Linked DNA regions of Mus musculus: region 2 is linked to region 1. Evidence: chromatin contacts called from public Hi-C data. All regions are on one chromosome and are shown on one strand. The core of a region is the stretch at or near the end of the contact, and the rest is flanking DNA. Distances in the headings are between cores, read along the strand shown. Region 1 has its middle 44 kb from the start of Ripor2. Region 2 overlaps Aldh5a1 (aldhehyde dehydrogenase family 5, subfamily A1).

What was found. Hi-C and Micro-C count contacts between places; a contact is called where the count stands out from the background.
Region 2: a Hi-C map of CD8 T cells shows a contact between it and region 1, with 2.4 times the contacts expected there. The contact joins two enhancer-like sites. A contact is called at or near these places in 2 of 39 promoter capture datasets (liver and stem cell-derived epiblast-like cells), 2 of 484 Hi-C or Micro-C datasets (CD8 T cells and embryonic stem cells) and 1 of 115 datasets of contacts at active chromatin or transcription factors (embryonic stem cells).

What each region holds. Positions count from the first base shown.
Region 1 is chr13:24,591,339-24,597,950 of GRCm38.p6, forward strand. It overlaps a transcript of Ripor2 not described here. Among named protein-coding and RNA genes, the nearest start is that of Ripor2, 44 kb to the right of the region's middle. Within about 2 kb of position 3,168, at least 16 of the 459 cell types and tissues checked have an H3K27ac peak or open chromatin away from gene starts, as enhancers often do. A contact at or near this core is called in CD8 T cells, where this site is marked.
Region 2 is chr13:24,917,927-24,924,538 of GRCm38.p6, forward strand. Aldh5a1 (aldhehyde dehydrogenase family 5, subfamily A1) reads right to left here. Exons shown (of 10, transcript NM_172532.3): 4 at 6,041-6,157; 5 at 1,753-1,896; 6 at 575-718. Among named protein-coding and RNA genes, the nearest start is that of 4932702P03Rik, 16 kb to the left of the region's middle. Within about 2 kb of position 3,540, at least 27 of the 459 cell types and tissues checked have an H3K27ac peak or open chromatin away from gene starts, as enhancers often do. A contact at or near this core is called in CD8 T cells, where this site is marked.

The DNA.
Region 1 (6,612 bases), core at 1,918-4,417:
TCTGGTTAAGCTGGCTCCATGTCTCACAAGGCTGGGTGTGATGTTGACCATTCCAAAACAAGCATCTTCCTGGCCTGCTCCCTCCCACCCAACCCTGGACTCAAAGGCTTCATTTCTCAATGTCTAGGGTGCAGTATTCTCTTTGCTTCTGTTTTATGTTTGTTTTGCTTTGTCTTTAACTTTTCTTGCTGTTGTGTTGCTTTTGGTTTGGCTCGGTTTGGTTTGATTTTTTGGACACAGGGTCTTATGTAATCCATGCTGGCTTCTGACTTTCCATCAGCTGAGGCTGGCCTTGTATTCTGGGTCCTCCAGTCTCTACATCCCAAGTGCTACCATCACAGATGTGTACTACCATACCCATCTCTGGACCTTTGAACTATGTCATCTCCTGCTGAAATCTCTTCATCCACCCTCCTCTCTCTCCATGCCATCCTCTCTCTTGTCTGTGCCAGCCGAATCACTATTTTTGCCTTCACCCCACATTCATCTGAGCAAGACTAATCACAATATTTTAGGGATCGTGGGGAAATCACTTTCTCCACAAGTCCTTCCTGGTTCTCATGGTCTCATCAAATGCTCTTTCGAAGGGCAGAACCCTGGGCTTCCCCTATGATAAATAGCATCTGTTGCATCAACTTGGAATTGCCTTATAACTTTTCCCGACTCACCCCAAAGCTGAGCGGTGTGCCATGCTTCATGGCTCACATGAGCAATGGAGATAAAAATAGGACCCGCAGTGCTAGGCTGCTGGGATGGTCAGGTAAGACAGCATTTGTGTAAGAAAAGCACTGGAGCATCACAGGAGTGGCACCCATGCCTGTTTAAAACATTGTGTTCCTTTGTAGATTCTAAGTCCTAAGGGACAACTTCCATTTTTTGTCACAGCTATATCGTCTGTAAATGTTACTGAGGGAAGATTTTGGTCAGTTAATTAATCAGTCAAGTGTACAGATGCCGCAAAGCTATCTCAGGCTTCTGAGATCCAGAATAGGTAGTGGGTAATAAAATAGTTTCCAAACAAGATGAGTGAAGACAGAAGCAGAAGCAGAAGACAGAAGCAGAAGCAGTTACACAGGGCTGTTCTTGGTGAAGCATGCCTGTGGCCCTACCACACTAGAGGTGGAGGCTGGAAGACCATGGGTTCAAGACCAATCCTGTCTACATAGTGAGTTTAAGGTCAATATGGACTATAAGTAACTCTGTCTCCAAAATTTTTGTTTTTAAGAAGAAAATAAAATAAATAGAGGTGGCTTTTTAAGTTAGTAGAGAAAAGTGTGGCTTGTTGGTTTATACCTGTAATCCCAGTACTGGAGAGTCTGAAACAGGAGGATCACCACAAGAAAGCCAGCCTGAGTTACTTCATGAGTTCCAGACCAGCCTGGGAAACAGTGAGAAATATTATCCCTAAATAAATGATAAATAATAAATAAACAGCAAGGCAATAACTTGTTTACAATGAAATTTGGATCATTTCCATTAGACTTTTGAAAAAAAAAACTGAAGTGAGAATCCATTCACAGCATAAACAAAAGTAGTTCCATGGGCAGCTAGGTTCAGAAAAGAAAACAAAATTTTAAAGTCAAAACACAAGAAAGCAAAACTCTGGGCTGCTGAGATGGCTCAGTGGTTAAGAGCACTGACTGCTCTTCCGAAGGCCCTGAGTTCAAATCCCAGCAACCACATGGTGGCTCACAACCATCCGTAATGAGATCTGATGCCCTCTTCTGGTGTGTCTAAAGACAGCTACAGTGTACTTAGATATAATAATAAATAAATCTTTGGCCAGGAGCAAGCAGGGCTGAAGCAAGTGGGACCCAAGCGAGTGGGGCGGGAGCAAGCGGGGCCAGAAGTGAGCAAAGGTCCTGAGTTCTATTCCCAGCAACCACATGCTGGCTCACAACCATCTGTACAGCTACAGTGTATTCATATACATAAATAAATAAATCTAGGAAGGGAGGGAGGGAGGGAGGGAGGGAGGGAGGGAGGGAGGAAGGAAGGAAGGAAGAAAGGAGATGGAAAGCAAGCAAAGCTCCCTGTCTGACCTGGGGCAGCTGTGAGAGCTATGCTCTTTCATCAGTGTGGGAAGATGCTCTCCTGGAACAGTGAGTCAGGAAACAGCCTCACAGTGGCACTGCCTCTTGAAGTCCCAGGCTGAACAGAGCACCTGGCTTCTCTGGACTTTATTTCCACACCAGTAAATACAAATTCTTACTCTGGGGATGATGGTCTAGCCTATAATACCTGTACTCTGGAGGCTGAGGCAGGAGTTGAATATAAGGCTAACCTGAACTACACAAAGAGAGCTTGTCTCAAATAAATAAACTAACTAAATAAATAACATTTAAAAGGAGGTATGTTATGAGGACTAAATGATATAATGCTTGTATATCACAGATTTTATGGAATACCTAACTGCATATGTTTTTATTATTAGGTTTATATTAAAATGATGACAGCCAATTATATCTCAGAGGTAAGGGCTTTAGTGTTTTCCCTTTTAACTGTAGGTTCTAAGAACTCTGCAATGGCATGCTCTGTTTTTAAAAATAAAATGGAAAACAAGTTATTTTTAAGTTTAAAATACTTAAAAATCTCACCACTGGGGAATATTTTTGGTCATACAAAAATATCCATGATCTACTATTCAGAGTTTTCTAAGCAGGATAATTTAGATTATGAAAATATTTATTATTCCTGTATCGATAACCTCCAGGGAAGAATGAAAAACTTGCAGTAGCCACAGCCCCTGTCTCAGGTCTGTGTTACATGTGATTTTGACTTTATTTCTTGTCATCTTCTGTTTCCTAAATTCTTCACAAAGATGTGATTCTTAGCAATTACAGGGGGAAGTATTAAAAAAAAAAGGAGAAAACAGTAGGATTTTTAACAAGATCAAACAGAGCTTTTCATCCCAATCATAGGGGAAGAAAGGATTGTTCCAGATGAAAAGGTAAAAAGAATAAAGTGAGTCCCAGCTAAGGTCCTATATTTTTCTTGGCAAGAGAAGGCAAGGGAGAGAATGGTTTAGGCTTTGAAACAGTTGTGAGAAATGAAAAGGTCTAATTAGAGATTTTTTTTCTTTGAAGGGAGCACAGATGAAGGCCTTCTGAGTTGAAAACCTAACTAACCTCATAGTGTGAACAAGAACCGTGTGCTCCCAGCATGCATCAGCACAAGGCTGGGAATAGGGAGTTTCATCTAAGGCTGATGAGAGACCACACAGGAAACACCACACACAGCACATCTGGAGGGCTCGCCATCAGAACACTTGACTTTCAGAGAGTTGGCAGATGCCAGCCACACACACATGGCCATACTTGTAATCCTAGTCCTCAAGAGGCTGCCGCAGGAGAATTAGGATTATGTCTGGATTATGTAATGAGACCCTGAGTCAAACAAATAAACAAGCAAATAAAACAAAGAAACAATAAAGATGAAAGAACAGACTAGCATAGACAGATGTTATAGTTGACCATAGCACGGTATCTCCAAAGGGTTATGTATTAAATCCTTGGTCCTATCACCAATCACACTATTGAGAGACGGTAGAGTATTTAATACATGGGGGCTAGCGGGATGTGTGTGAGATGCCAGGTATCAAACTCAGAGTATTGTGATTTGAATGTGCAATGTCCCCATCTGTTCGTGGCTCCAACACTTGGTCCTCAGCTGATGGACATGTTTTAGGTCTTAGAACCTTTAGGGGGTGAAAGCTTGCTGATGGAAGTGGGTCTGAGTGAGTGGGTCAGGGAAAGTGGGTCAGGGCTTTAATATTTGAGAGCAGGTCCCACACCCTGTCCACTCTGCTTCTTAACTGTAGTTACAATATGATCATCCACCTCCTGTAACCAAGCCTTTCCTTCCACGATAGACTGTATCTCTTCAAACTGTGAGCCAAAATAAAGACCATCCCCCACCCCTTAAATTGCTTTGTGTCAGGTCTTTGGTCACAGCAATAAGAAAAGTAACTAATGCACTAGACAAGCACTGCACCATGGAGCCACACCCTAGGCCTCGTGTAGGCTTTTAGATTGTGGGGAGTGTGTCGTTGAAGACACTGTGAGACCCAAACTTCTTTCTTTCTTCCTCTCTTTTGCTTTCCAGCTATCTGATAAGCAGGCTTGCTCTGGGAACGCACTCCCACCATATGCCGTGCATTATCACAGGCCCAAATGCAATACAACTCAGCATGGACCTGGGTCTGTAAAACTAAAATCCAAAATAGCCCTTTCCTCTTTACAAGCTAATTATCTCAAGTATAGTGGCGAAAAGATAACAAACTCAGCTGGGACTGGTTATTGATTAACTTTTTTGGCTACAAAATACATGGAGTTTTTAAGAATGCAACCAACTCAGGCAAATGAAGTGAACTCTCCTCCCAGGATTTACCTGGAGCTACCCTTGGTTGACATTTTAGCCCACACTGTCTGGTAGATATGACATTACCTATCTTACCAACCAGACTAGGCGTGATCAAACTCAATAATATTTTACTACTTGGTTAAATATGTCTCCATTAGGAAGAATTCAATGTATCCACAGCCACTCAAAGGCATCCCAAAGACGTTCTCAGGCTTTGTCCTTGTTCTCAATGTTGTGATCCCTGGGCATGTCACTACTCTAACTTATTCTATTCATTGCATTGCCAAAGGAAATCACTGAGAGGAACTGGGCCTGCATCGTTCAGTATGTTGCATGGAACAGCTCCATTCTCCCGGTCCTTGCCTCCTCTGGGTTGCTGACTCTGGGTTCTAATGTAAGACTTCTTTTTGCCCACTCTGCCAAGGATGCAATTATACCAGATGTTAGTAGCTTCAGATGCAAAAAAGCTTGAGTAGGGAGGGGCTACCTGCTGAATAGGGAGGGGCTACCTGCCGAGTGCAGAGCAGCCACTCTGTGTGTTAGCTGGTATTTGATCTAACTTGCCAGTCTTTCCTCAAGGGCATTTCATTCTGGCACTCTGTGTGTGCTAAAGCTATCTTAACAATATAACCACTGCCCAGGCAACTTAGACAGCAAAGGTTTATTTTTTCATGGTGCTTAATGTTCTAATCCAAGATCAAGGCTTCAGATGGACAGGAAAAGATCCTTTTCCCCCCTCCCATCTTGTTTAAGTTCATAGCTGAGACCCCTGTATACAGAGACAGAAGAACTAGAGAAAAACACTCAAATGAACTTAATATAAGCCCTACAGGACACAAGGGTTTTCAGGAATGAAAACTCTTTGTTCTAAAACAGAGAAACCTGTGCCTACTTATGCTATGGACTGATGAAGAGCTGAACAGAGAGGTGATTGGGTAAGAGAAGTCTGATTTACGCTGGGAGCTGGGGTAGCTGAGTGTTGAGTTTCTCTGTGTCTGTAAAAAATAAGAGCATTCAGACTGGAGAGATGGCTCAGTGGTTAAGAGCACTGACTGCTCTTCCAGAGGTCCTGAGTTCAATTCCCAGCAACCACATGGTGGCTCACAGCTACTTGTAATGGGATCTGATGCCCTCTTCTGGTTTGTCTGAAGACAGCTACAGTATATTCCTATAAGTACAATAAGTAGATCTTCCTTATAAATAGAAGAACATTCCTTCTTGTGCAGAGAACGGACTTCTCAGCGGGGGTCTTATGTTGGCTTTGGAGAAGGACAAGGGGAAGGTGAAACCAACCCAGTTCACCTTTGTTGTTGTTGGTTTTATTTTTCAGTACTAAGGGGCTGTAGCTAGAGCTTTCATACAAGCCGGGCAGTCCCTATCACAGGCTATTTTCCCAGCCAGAACTCATCTTCCTCAGACTGAGCTGTTTCTTTAAATGCCACAGTGCCATATTTTGGCATTGCATGAACTGAAACACATCACAGTGGATTCTGTGAGGGCTCCCTTCTTGCCCTCAGCTGCCCTACTTCCTGGTGTATGCTTTAAAGATGGAGCTCTCTGGCATATCCTTGTACAAGGACACTAGTTGCATTAGATCAGGGACCCACCCCACCCCAGCCTTAGGACTTCGTTTACCTTTACTTTCATATTCCAGATATAGCCATAACTAGGGGACTAGAGCTTTCAGTATGACATGGGGAATGGGAAGATGAAGCAATCTAGTCAACCAATGAATGTGCCCAGCACTTCCTTCTATGGTACACCCACATCAACTCTATGACTACTACCGTTCACCTGGGTCATATGTCTTCTTAAAGCTTTCAGGGAGCAGACCTCATGCTCAATTTTTGTCCACTACAATGCTGGAATCCTGTCCAGACCTACTTATAAGGGGCAATTGTTTTTCTTTTTTAATCAATTTACTTATTTTATGTATATGAGTATACTGCAGCTATACAGATGGTTATGAGCCTTCATGTGGTTGTTGGGAATTGAATTTTGGGACCTCTACTTGCTCTGGTCAGTCCTGCTTAGCCCCGTTCACTCCAGTCGACTCTGACCGCTCAGGCCCAAAAATTTATTGATTATTATATATGAGTTCACTGTAGCTGTCTTCAGACACACCAGAAGAGGGTGTCAGATCTCATTACCGATGGTTGTGAACCACCATGTGGTTGCTGGGATTTGAACTCAGGATCTTCGGATGAGCAATCAGTGCTCTTACCCTTTGAGCCATCTTGCCAGCCATGT
Region 2 (6,612 bases), core at 2,290-4,789, 330 kb after region 1:
GGATTATTTGATTAGAAGACAAGGAGTGGGGGAAATGGTTCAGTGGGTAAAAAAGATACTATATAACATTCAGACTTGCAGTCAAATCCTTGGTACCCACATAACAAAGCCAGGTGTGGCTGCTCTTGCTTGTAGTCCCAGCACCAGTGGGAATGGGAAGATAAGAGTATCACCAGGGCTTGCTGGCCTATCTAGATCCAGGTTCAATGAGAGACCCTGTCTCAGGGGTATAAGGTAGAGAGTGATAGAGGATGGCAGCCATCCTCTTCTGGCTTCTGCATATACTGGAAAGGGGTCATGGGCCTACATGTCTGTGCATTGAGACACATACACCAAACACATATACATAAAGACATTTGCAATTCTGGAAATGCTTTGAAGCAACAGACTAGCTCTTACTTCTCTTTGGACTATTCAAGCCTACCTCATGCCTGACAGAAAGTACTAGGTAAACACTTGCTACACAATGACTGAGCAGATGAACAAAGGAACCGGAAGAGAGGCAAGGCCTTGGTCTTTGTAAAACACATATGCATCCCCTTACCCCAGCACCAAAACATTCTGCATGACTCACCTGCCCAGCATTCCTAAATTTAGACGCCATTGCCCCCGCGACGGCCTGGTCTACGTTGGCACTGTCAAAGACAATGAATGGGGCGAGGCCACCCAACTCCATGGAGACACGCTTCACAGAATTTGCTGCGTGATGTAGCAGGATCTGCAGGAGGCACAGTAGGAGGAAAATAATGTGAGCATCCAAATCAATGGCCAGGGTGTTATTGTTTGCATAGAAAGTACCTTCCTCTGATGGCCCAAATGTCCAAAGAGTGGTCACCAATTCTAGCTGAGGGGGGTATTCATTAGGGACTGGGGTCTAGCTCAGGAAGGAGGTCATGGGGAAATGTGTTTGGAGGATGTATCTGGTCCTGGACCCCTTTCTCTCTCTCTTTGTTTCCTGGCCACTAGAAGGTGAGCAGCTCTTCACCACCAAGGCCTCCTTCCATGAGACTTCTGCCTCACTACAGGGATAAAAACAAGGGAGCCAAGTGACCATGGACAGGAACGGAACCTCCTATACCAGGAGCCAAACGTCCCCAAGCATCCCTCCTCCTTTAAGTTACTTTTCTCACGTATTTTACAACAACAGAAAACCAGCATAGAAGGCAGCTAAAACCTTTGTTTTACAAAATTACCCAAGGATGAAAATTTAAGGTAGGCACAAAGTCACCTTGCTTTAGATATCATTTTGCATAAGAAAAAGGAAACATGAGAATATATTGTTTTAAATATCTTTGTATTTATTCTTTGAGAAGTTCATACATGTATGCAATGTATTCTGGAGCATACAGATTCTTATTTTGATAGATTTGATTTAAAAAATGGCTAGGAAGGTAGTAGGGAAGTAGAAGTGATTATTTACAGAAAGGGGGAAGGACAGTGACATTGAGGGCTGCGGCAATGGCAAAGACGAACAACGTTAACACTGTCCTGAGTTTTAAACCATACCATCAATTCAACAATGACACGACAGGCCAGGCGTGGTGGTATATTTCTTCAATCCCAGCACTTGAGAGACAAGTGGATCTCTCTGTGAGTTCAAGACCAGCCTGGTCTACATAGCAAGTTCCTGGCCAGCCAGGGCTATGTAGACCTTGTCTCCAATAAAATTAAACAAAACCATACAATAGTAATCTCACACCCTGTAAATAGAAAGCATTAGAGTAACACCTGTTTGGCTCTGACATTACATACCTTTCCCGTTGCTGTTGAGCCAGTAAAGGAAATTTTGGACACCAATGGATCGGTACACAGGACCTCTCCCACTTCCTTGGCCTTGTTTCTAGAGCAGGGAATGACGTTGTAGACACCTGCAGGGATTCCCGCCTGGTTTGCAAGCTTTAAAGAGAAACAGCAAACACACCATAACAAGGATTGAACTGAAAAAAAACAAAACAAACAGAACCAGAAGTAAACATGTTTAACCCGGAATGCAATGTAAAACATAAGTTGCCTTGGGCCACAGTAAAAACCATACTGAAGAGAATCTGACCTGGTGGTGCACGTCTATAACTCTAACTCTTGGGAGGTAAAGGCAGGAGGATCACAAACTCAAGGTCATCTTCGATTACATAGTGAGTTCAGGGCCAGCCTGGGCTATAGGACACCCTATTCCCTCACAATAATATATTATGGGCTGGATAAACAGCTCAGTGCCTATTAGCATGTATGGCTCTCTTTGAGAGAACCCGAGTTTAGTTCCCATCACCCATAGCTTACCACCCTCCAGCTCCAGGGTATCCTATACTCTTTTCTGGTTTGGGTACAGTTCCCCCTCCCATACACATATAAATGTAATTAAAGATTTAAAAATATGTTAACATCAGCACCAATAAAAAACCTTCTTTTAGGTCCATATATGTGCATGTATATGTGTGACTATGTGTGTATATGTCTATTCACACGCACATATGTGCTAAAGATTAAAGCCACAGTCTCTCTCTGCTAAGCACACACTGTGACTGAACTACCCTCCTAGCCTCCTAAATAAATACATGGGTATAACTAAGTAGCAATGTGAGTTCCATCCACCAAGTACAGTGTCTTAGGTAAGAGCTTTAGCGCCACCTCCTGTTCAGTCTGAGGCAAATCTCAAGCTTTTTGACTGACTGTAGACTCCAGCGTGGAGCGGGGAAAGGATGTCTAGAGAAAACTCACGAAGCTGCTCACTAGTTCCTGTGGGTCAGAGCTGAGGAAAGGGAGGCACAGACAGGAGGAACTCAACAGAGGTGAAGATCTGGGGAGGAGGGAAGCAGCCACTGACCCCAGCCACCTGACCTGGGGACCTGGGCCTTGCCAGGACAGGGTCTAGAGCAGGTCTGTCCTGAATTTCCCAGATCTCTATAGCCCTCATTAGCCTCAAAATGGTGGCCATCCTCCTGCCTCAACCTCCCCAGTACTGATATTACTGGAGTAGTTAGTAAGGTTTTTTGTTTGTTTGTTTTTGTTAGCAAGGTTTTTAATCTCACTAATCTCTCACAAAAACAATAAGTATGAAGCGAATGTCCTTGTATGTTAATCAAAGTATTAAAACAAATCAAATCAGCAATGTGGTAGCAAATCCAAATATCAGGACATTATTTATGAGAAGACCGAGGGACCAAGTTTCTCCACAGACAGAAACTGCAAGTGGGTAGAGGCCTGCGGGATAAGACCTATGTGAGGAGGGAGCCCAGAGAACGCCCCCGGACAGACCCAAGGGAAGCCCATGGGTGCTCACGGGACCCCCCGGGACACAGGCAGACCACCTGGAAAAATGCAGATGCAAACCTGTAAGTCAGAATAATTAGAGAGAATACAATAAAAAAAATTGAGAGTTTAAAAAAAAATCAGAAATGACCACCAAGCTACAAGAACATGAGAAAGAAAAAGTAACCCACAAAACCTTTGTGTTGGCTGCTTTCTGTCAGGGTGCTACCACAGGAAGTCAAGAGGGGTGGGTACCAATGGAGGCAGGCCTTCTGCTTGTTTGTTTAGTTTGCGACAGGCTCTTCCTGGGTAGCCAGGCTGACATCAATCTTTCTGCCTCCGCCTCCCAAGCGAAGGCTTCAAGTGTAGTGGCTTAGCCCCTGGTCTTTAGATCACCAAAGGCTTGCTCCCTGTGATGACATTCATTGCTGATGTACAGGACAGCCTAGGAGACATGTGACCGAGCACAGGAGACACTCGTCACCTGTGGGCTGGGGTCCGCAGACCCAGTCAAAAGAGGAAAACAGGAAGCCAGCTGAGAACGCCATTCACTTGATTTTGCCTCCTGACTGCAAACCTAACTCAACAGGTTACCTCAGGCTCCTGAGGACATGACTTCAGGGCCATGATGAACTGCATCCCCTAAAGCTACAAGTCTCCTTCCATGCCCCTGTCAGACATCTGTCACAGCAACAAGAAAAGGAGTTCAGACCCCTCCAAAGGGCATCGTGGAGCCAAGCGTTTCCTCTTTCTTTTGCTTTGGGGCTGTGAGGTGGACAGTTACCTTTGCCACACTGTTCTTACCATGATGTGCTGTTTTACCATAGGCACAAAGGTGCAGGGATCATAGCCTGGAACCTCCAAAACCTATGGATAAAGTAGACCTTTCCTCTTCATAAGCTATTAACTCAGGCATTTCATTATAGTGACAGGGAGCTGGCTAACACAAAGGTCCAAGAACAAAACAACCAGAAAGACATCAGCTAAGGAAGGACTAGAAGTGTGCAAACCACAGGTCCTTACAGAACTAAGTCTGGACAAGGAGGGAGAGGATGGAGCAAGCATATATTGGTTGCGGCCTTGGGCATATAGACCTGGTTTCCGTGGTGTTAGGGATTGAACCCGTGGCCTCACACGTACTAAGCAAGAACTCTCCCCCTTGGCTATCTCTCCAGCTCGAGGTTTTACTTGTTGTTTTGAGATATGTCTTCCTCATTGCGATCAAATCCCAACAAGAAGCAGTTTGAGGAAGGCAGGTTTATCTCGGCTACAGGTTGAGCAGAGATGCAGTCCATCGAGGCAGGAGGCTAGGATGCACGATGCACAGTAACACTGTCCACAGAAACAGAGAGGAGCAGACAGAACGACCAAGCCTACGGGGAACTCTTCCCATTCAAATAACCATGGTGCTACTCTAAGTTGCTTAGGCGGGCCTTGAACTTTGAGATCTCTTGCCTCAGTCTCCTGAATAGCTGGGATATAAGGCTTGTTCCACCAGGTTGGTGACACTTAGTTCTTACGTGAATTCAGGCTGGATGTAGAATCCCAGTGAAGACAGAAGATGGTTGACAAGAGCAAAGCATAAAATTGACAGTAATGAATGACCACAGCCTGTGATGAGCATGTTCTTCTTAAAGAACAGTCAGTGCGTGAAGGAAGGGGAGGACATGTGGATCTCTGAATAGGACAGTGTGTCCTATGAATGTCACAGAGAGAAAACGGGGGCAGGAAGGCTACAAAGGCTAATACGGTTATTTCACTGAGTGTCTATTCTGGTTCACTACAGTCTTGTGTTCCAGTCTCTGGTGACCTGCAAGGTTTTCCAGTGTATGAAGCACTCCCTCCTAAAAGTATGCTTCTGACTTGTGACATGTAGGAAAACTTAGGCTGAATGGCTCTTTGTGAAATATTTCCTGCACCTCAAAATAACCGCTATGCCAATGGGGTCCCTTTGAGGTGCACGCCCATCACTTCTTCACTGGCAGTAGGCTGGCAAGGGGCTCAGTGGGTAAAGTGCCTGCTATGGAAACCTGGAGACCTGCGTCAGAGCCCTCATAAAGGCAGAAGGAGAGGACAGACTCCACCAAGTTATCCTGTCACCTCCACAGGAGTGCTGTGGGACACATGTCGTGTCCATCCCACTCAACGTGTGTATGCACACACAATAATTAATAAATGTTTAAAAATGTGTGAAGAAGCAAGTCATGTGAGCATGGCTGGGGAAGAATGTTCCAGAAGAAAACGTTTGCCCAATACCTGAGTTGAGGGTGAGGTTAGAGGGTGTAAGGAGTGGCAGGGGCCAGAGTGGCTCAAACAGAAGAATGAGGCCTCTGAAGTGGAGACAAGTCAGAGGGTGCCGGAGTATGGGAGGTGGTATAGACCCTTGAAGGCTACTGCAGTAAACCTGTGTTTTATTGAGTGACACATGAAGCCTTCTGAGAGTTTTCAGCAGGAAACTAAAAAGATCTGACTGAATAGAGATTGAACCAGCATCAGGCACAGTGAATAAGAAACCTTGGGGCTGGAGGATGGCTCAGTGGTTCAGTGCACTTGGTGGGTGCTTTTCCTGGGCACCCACATGACAGGGCTCACAACCACCTGGAACTCCAGCTTCATCTATGCATCTATCTATGCATCTACCTATCCATCCATCCATCCATTTATAGAATAGCTGCTGGTGGACTAAGAAGATTGCAGGAGACACATGCAGAAAAGGAGATTCCAAAAATGTCTCTCCCTGCCCTTGAGAAGCATCCACCTGGGCGCCTGATTGATTCTGCACGGAGAAACTCACCTGAGCCAGGGCCAGGGCGGAATAGGGTGTGTCTTCAGCAGGTTTCACCACCACAGTGCAGCCAGCTGCCAAGGCGGCCCCCACTTTCCGGGTGATCATCGCACTGGGAAAATTCCACTGGAAAAACAGAGGAAGGATATAAGCGTTGGGAGTGCCTCAGGATCCAAGACGAGGCAGGGCAGAGAGCCAGTCACCATTCCATTGCCCAACTGACTGGCAAACCTGTTTGCTTCAATACAGGTGAGCTCTCAGAACACCTGACTCTGGCCAGTGTGATGGACTCAGGAGGTCAAAGTTCACAGAAGCAGGCCACAGTCTGACACAGTACAAAACTATCTAGACCAATGTGTTCTTTGAGGGCCATATCTTGCAGGATGCATAGGTTTTTTTGTTTGTTTGTTTGTTTTTTATTAGGTATTTTCCTCATTTACTTTTCCAATACTATCCAAAAAGTCCCCAATACACTCCCCCCGCCCCCCACATTCCCCTACCCACCCACTCCCACTTTTTGGCCCTGGCGTTCCCCTGTACTGGGGCATATAAAGTTTGCATGTCCAATGGGCCTCTCTTTC